2 separate regions of the Mus musculus genome follow, and region 1 is linked to region 2. A link is a contact called in public HiChIP or PLAC-seq data. All regions are on one chromosome and are shown on one strand. The core of a region is the stretch at or near the end of the contact, and the rest is flanking DNA. Distances in the headings are between cores, read along the strand shown. Region 1 has its middle 79 kb from the start of Gm15762. Region 2 holds the start of Ppfibp1 (PTPRF interacting protein, binding protein 1 (liprin beta 1)).

The links. HiChIP or PLAC-seq counts read pairs in DNA pulled down with a chosen protein or histone mark.
Region 1: a contact with region 2 is called in an H3K27ac HiChIP or PLAC-seq map of acute myeloid leukemia, with 11 times the contacts expected there. The contact joins the enhancer-like site here to the promoter of Ppfibp1 in region 2. A contact is called at or near these places in 3 of 39 promoter capture datasets (cranial neural crest and hippocampal neurons) and 4 of 115 datasets of contacts at active chromatin or transcription factors (T-cell acute lymphoblastic leukemia, acute myeloid leukemia, bone marrow-derived macrophages and 1 more).

Annotation. Positions count from the first base shown.
Region 1 is chr6:147,798,097-147,800,796 of GRCm38.p6, forward strand. No RefSeq gene overlaps it. Among named protein-coding and RNA genes, the nearest start is that of Gm15762, 79 kb to the left of the region's middle. Within about 2 kb of position 1,420, at least 31 of the 459 cell types and tissues checked have an H3K27ac peak or open chromatin away from gene starts, as enhancers often do. A contact at or near this core is called in acute myeloid leukemia and bone marrow-derived macrophages, where this site is marked.
Region 2 is chr6:146,887,179-146,889,878 of GRCm38.p6, forward strand. It overlaps Ppfibp1 (PTPRF interacting protein, binding protein 1 (liprin beta 1)), which reads left to right and starts at 1,316. Exons shown (of 31, transcript NM_001355728.1): 1 at 1,316-1,505.

The DNA.
Region 1 (2,700 bases), core at 170-2,669, 910 kb after region 2:
TACCTCTCTGTTTTCTGGCCTCTAATAACGGGGAAGAAGAGATAAGCACAAGGAAATGAACAAGGGGTACGGAAAAAAGGAAGAGAAAGAAGAACAAGGTGTTGTCTGCCCAGTAAGGCAAGGCTATCTCACAGGGTATTTTGTTTTGCAGGGCAAGGTTGTTAATTTCCCATAGTTCTCTAGGCCACACTGTTTCTTCATGCTATAACAAGAACTTCCACATTTAGGGTTTTTAAAAGTTTTGCTACATATTTTGATATTGAGCATTACAAAATAATAACAGACACAGCTAAGCTTTTTCTTTCTTTCTTTCTTCTTTTTTTTTTTTTAACTTTCTCATTTGTATGAATCCCAGCACAATTTAAAGTGGCTTAGTTTCAAAAAGGGCAATTGTTTAAATAAGCATGTACATTTCAAAAATAATCACAAAAATATAGAGACCCGATGCTTAGAGAAAGACCCCTCCAGGTGGTCTATTTGGTTTGAGCAGAGCTACAGAATTGATCAAGACTTTGCTGTGTCTGCTTTGTTTTTCTGGGGTTATTGAAGAAAAGAGAGCTTTGCCAAAATGAAACAAGACACAGAACCACGTCTTTGAGCCTGAGAACTCTCTAGTGCCCAAATATGATTAAAACCCATCTTGGTTAAGCCCTTTTGATCAGCATGTGGTAAAACCTGTACTGAGTTCCTGGCAATTTTACGGTCTTATCTGTGTGGTCCTTTTCTTTGGCAAACATTCGACAGGATGTTGTCCTGGTGGAGCTTGGTGGAGTGCTCAGGGAAGGTGGGATTGCGGAACTTAATGCCCCCACCAAGCATGGTGCCACCCCTCCTCCTCAGCAGACCCAAGCAATTGTCCTTTCTTGTCTCGCCACAAAAGAGGCTTTCTGAGAAGAAAAACGGGAAGAATGGGAAAGAAACGCAATGAGTAACTTTAAAAGTTCATAAAGAGGCATAGAGACAAATGTTGGCATCCATCTGATTTCCTTTATTGAAGACTCTAATTGAATTTCACCCACTGAAGTTAGAACACGGCAGATCCGAGACTTCCCCATTCTATTTATATGTCTATGAAGTAGATCATTGTAATGGATACAGATGGGCAATGAGCACACAGTTATTGCATAATTTTTCAAAATTTTACGATTGCTTTTCCTACTTCCTCTTAGCATAATGGCCTCTCTGTGCAGTCTGCAGACTGCTTACTGTATCTTCGGTGTATTTTACCACTTCAGCCCATTTTAATTTATTAGAAATGTGTTAGAAGTGCTGTGCAAACAGCCCCCAGAATGAAACTGATTAGTAAGACATAGGCAACCTGAGCCCTATTAAATTACTTCTGAGATGCTTGGTGAATACAAGCACATGCGTGTGTCCCTTCCTTCCCTTCCTCCCTGGCTCTCTTGATTCAGCAGACGTTGAGACTTGAGAAATGGTAGAGAAACCAAATTAATGCCGCTCACCAGCCCATAGCAAGCAGGACAGAGAGTGTCAGCTGTGTGATGGGAAGTTCAGCAAGATGGAAAGTTTCTCTTTGGCTTGAGCTTCTAAACCAGATCGGGCAATGGTTAGGATGTATAGAAGTGATCAAATAAGTAGGTGTATAAGGTGATGGGCTGAGCTGGGCTGTAGCTCATTCGGTAGAGCCATCACCTAGCTCCATGCAGCCCAGATTCATATAAAGTGGGGCAGTTGTGATGGGTACCACCTGCCATCCCAGCACTCAAGAGATTGAAGCAGGAGGATCCTAAGCTCACGATCACCCTGAGCCACACAGTGAGTTCAAGGGCACCTGGGTATTGGAGATCTCATCGCAAAAACAAAGATGAAGTGTGTGCCCATGATATCTGATGGCCTTGGCAGGAAATCAATGAGCCTTTGCTTTGTTCACAAACTGTTTGACCTCATTACTCATCTCTTAGATATGATCTCATCGGGAAAACTGCCTGACAGAGAAACTCCAGGGCTTTCCGAACCAATGCCCGCCTCTCTAGCAACTCTTTGTCGTGGTCCCACTATGTCCAGCAGTGTGGTCTTTGCCCTTCAGAGGAACTGATGACAATCCACTGATCTGTGCACAATGGGAAAGGGTTTCATGAAGTGTGGAAGTCTGTTAGGAAGTGGCTGATTCTTTCTGTGGTGCACGGGAAGGCTTTCTGGGGCAGTAGGCTGAGGCAAAGGCAGCTAGAAGCTGAGCTATCATAGTGGACATCCATGTGCCGATTATGAATCATACCTTGATGTGCCATGTCCTAGAGATAACCTCTTTCATTATGAATGGGATGTTTTGTAATTCTAACCCCAAATAACTGCAAGAAAGAACTATCAAATCTGAGAATCCACATGTTGGAGAAAAAGAAGAGACTCCTAAAGGGTGTCCTCTGAGCTCCATACGCATGCCATGCCATTCACAAATGTAATGATTCCATATGCATGCCAGTGTACACAAATCAATGTAATGATGTTTTTTTTAAAGAATAGCTTAAATGTGTACCAAAATAAGTTAGAATTTTAACATAAAAAACTTAAAAATATGGCTTTACAGTTGCTAAAGGTGTTCTTGGGTGGGCAAGAGACACCAGAGGAAACTGGGCATGTGTGTGTAACACAGCAGCAGCTGTCAAGGCATCTCTCACATGCTCCTAAAAGCCAAAAACAAAAAAGAAAAAAAGAAAGAAAATGCTCTCTCAAAAGCAAAAC
Region 2 (2,700 bases), core at 66-2,565:
ACAAAAAGCTAACAGAAACTAATCATATTCTGTATCCATAAAGCTGCTTTTCATTATTCAGTTCAGTTCTGGGTCTGACAGGGGAAACTGAAAGAAGGGCTCCTGAGAATCTCCCTGACTTTGCAGCCAAGAGGATTACACAGCTGATATCCACCAGAGGGTAAATAGTAGTTAATTCTTAATTGTTAGCTCAGTCACTGCAATTGGTTCAACAGTAATTATTATCATGTGGTTTGAACTCAGTTGTGAGGGTTCTCCCTTTTCAGTTGTGCATCAAAACAGAAGCCTTATGGGACTTAAAAAGTTCAGCATAGGGCCTGAAGAGATGGCCAAACAGTTAACCTCTTCTGCTCTTTTTGCAGAAACACTTGAGTTCAGCCCACAGCCCCTATCTCACAACTGGGAGAATTCAATGCTTCTAGCCTCCATGGGTACACACACATACTACACATAATTAAACAAAATAACAAAAATAGCTGGGTGTGGTGGTACACATCTTTGATTTGAATAGTTTGAGGCGGAGGCAGGCAGATAGCTGTTCAAGACCAGTCTGGTCCACACACAGTTTCACGACAGGACAAACAACAACAACAAACTCCAACAAAAATAATAATAAAAAATCTTTAAAAAGCAGGTTATTGCTGAGTGTGGGCCTGTAACCTCAGCTATTAGGAAGGCTAAGGTAAAAAGATAACAATTTGAAGACCAGCCTTGATATGTGTCACAGCGGGGGGGGGGAGAGGGGGGGAAAACCTCGAAAAAATATAAATAGTAAAACATTTACCCCCTCCCTCTGGAGAGTTCATTTTATTTCTCTGGAAGCTTGCGTGTCTTTTTATTTTTATTTTTGTCTCGTTACTAAATGCAAAAGCAGCCACGTGGTTGAGCGCCGCTAGATGACCACGCGGAACTAGGGTGGCCACCTCTGGGATCCTCGTCCGCTCAGTCTCTGTAAGTCCTCAGTTTCCCCTCCGGGGCCTTTTACTTTATCCGCGGGGCTCCCCGCCCGCCACGTCCGCTCGGTCCGCGACACAGAGGCGTTCTTTCGGGATGAGCGTCGCTTCTGACCCGGGAAGAGCTGCGAGCGACCGCCCGGCTCAGCGCAGCCCTTTATCCGCGCCCTACGGACCGCAGCGGACCGGGCGCGCTCCCCACCGACGCCCACTCCCAGCTCCGCTGGGCTCGGCCAGGAATGTGGGAGACCAGGCGCCGCCTCGGAGTGACCGCGCGCCCGGCCAATCAGCGGGCCGCAAGCGCGAGGCCCCGCCCCCTCCGCCCCTGGGGCTGGTTCCCGCCGGGGGAGGGGCGGGGCGGTGGGACGAGGAGGACCGAGGGGAGGCGGCACCTGGGCGGCGGTGATGTCAGCCGGGCGCTGTGCTCCGGCCCCGGCTCCTGTCGCCGTGTAGGGCGCGGGGGCGGCCGCGTCGAGAGTGGCGATCTGGCAGCCGGGCGGGTCCCGGGAGGCGGAACTGCAACTTGTGGAGCTCGGCGGCCCTCCGCCTCAGGTAAGCCAGCCGCGGGCGGTTCCTTCTGCGACCCGCGCCCGCGTTCTCGGGGATCTCTAGTGAGTGGGGGGCAGCAGCTTCGGGGTGACAGGAAGGGCTCGTCTGGGTCCTCGGTTCCCTCACCCGGACTCCCCACAGCACAGAACTCCAGTCAGGGAAGTGTGCTCGGACTCCCCCAGAGACTCCAGTCAGGGAAGTGTGCTCCCAGCTCACACCCAGACTCCCCTCCACAGACTCCAGTCAGGGAAGTGTGCTCCCAGCTCACACCCGGTCTCTCCTTCACACCACAGTCTCCAGTCAGGGAGATGTGCTCCCAGTTCACACCCGGTCTACCCCCCCCAGCACCCCCCCCCCCAGACTCCAGTTAGGGAAGTGTGTTCCCAGCTCACATCCAGACTTCCCTCCACAGCCTGCAGCCAGGGAAGTGTGCTCCCAGCTCACACCCGGACTCCCCGACCCCTTACACACCCACAGTCTCCAGCCAGGGTAGTATAAGCCCATCTCATACTCGTCCCCTCACCATACCATAGACTCTGAATCACAGAACTCCAATCAGTGAAGTGTGCTGGGACCCCACGCCTCAGAATCCCCACCACACCACAGCCTCCAGTCAGAGAAGTGTGCTTCCAGCTCACTCCTGGACTCCCCACCACACCACAGACTCCAGTCAGGGAAATGTGCTGGGACCCGAACACCCCAGAATCCTAGTACCATGGAACTCTAGTCAGGGACATGCGCACAGTTTTACACAGTGGGTATCTCACCACGCCACAGACTCATTCAGGACAGTGTGAGCCCATTTCACACTTGTCCTCCCACCACACCATAGACTCTGATACCACAGAACTCCAATTACAGAAGTGTTCTGGGACCCTACACCCCAGAGTCTCCACCACACCACAGACTTCAGTTAGGGAATTTTCGTGGGACCCCACACCCCGGAACTACTCCAATAATACCATACGCTCCATTCAGGGAACTGCAATGGGACCCAGACTCCCTGTAATATACCCCAGATTCCAGTCAGGGGACTGTGGTGGAACCCCAGAATCCCTATATAATACTGCAGAGCCACGCCACACATTTGGAAAGTGTGCTCAGACCCTGAATCTCGGTTTCCTCATATTACAAGAGAATGCCCATCAGGGACATATGCTTGAGCCCAGTCTCCTACACTACTACAGAACCAGCAGGG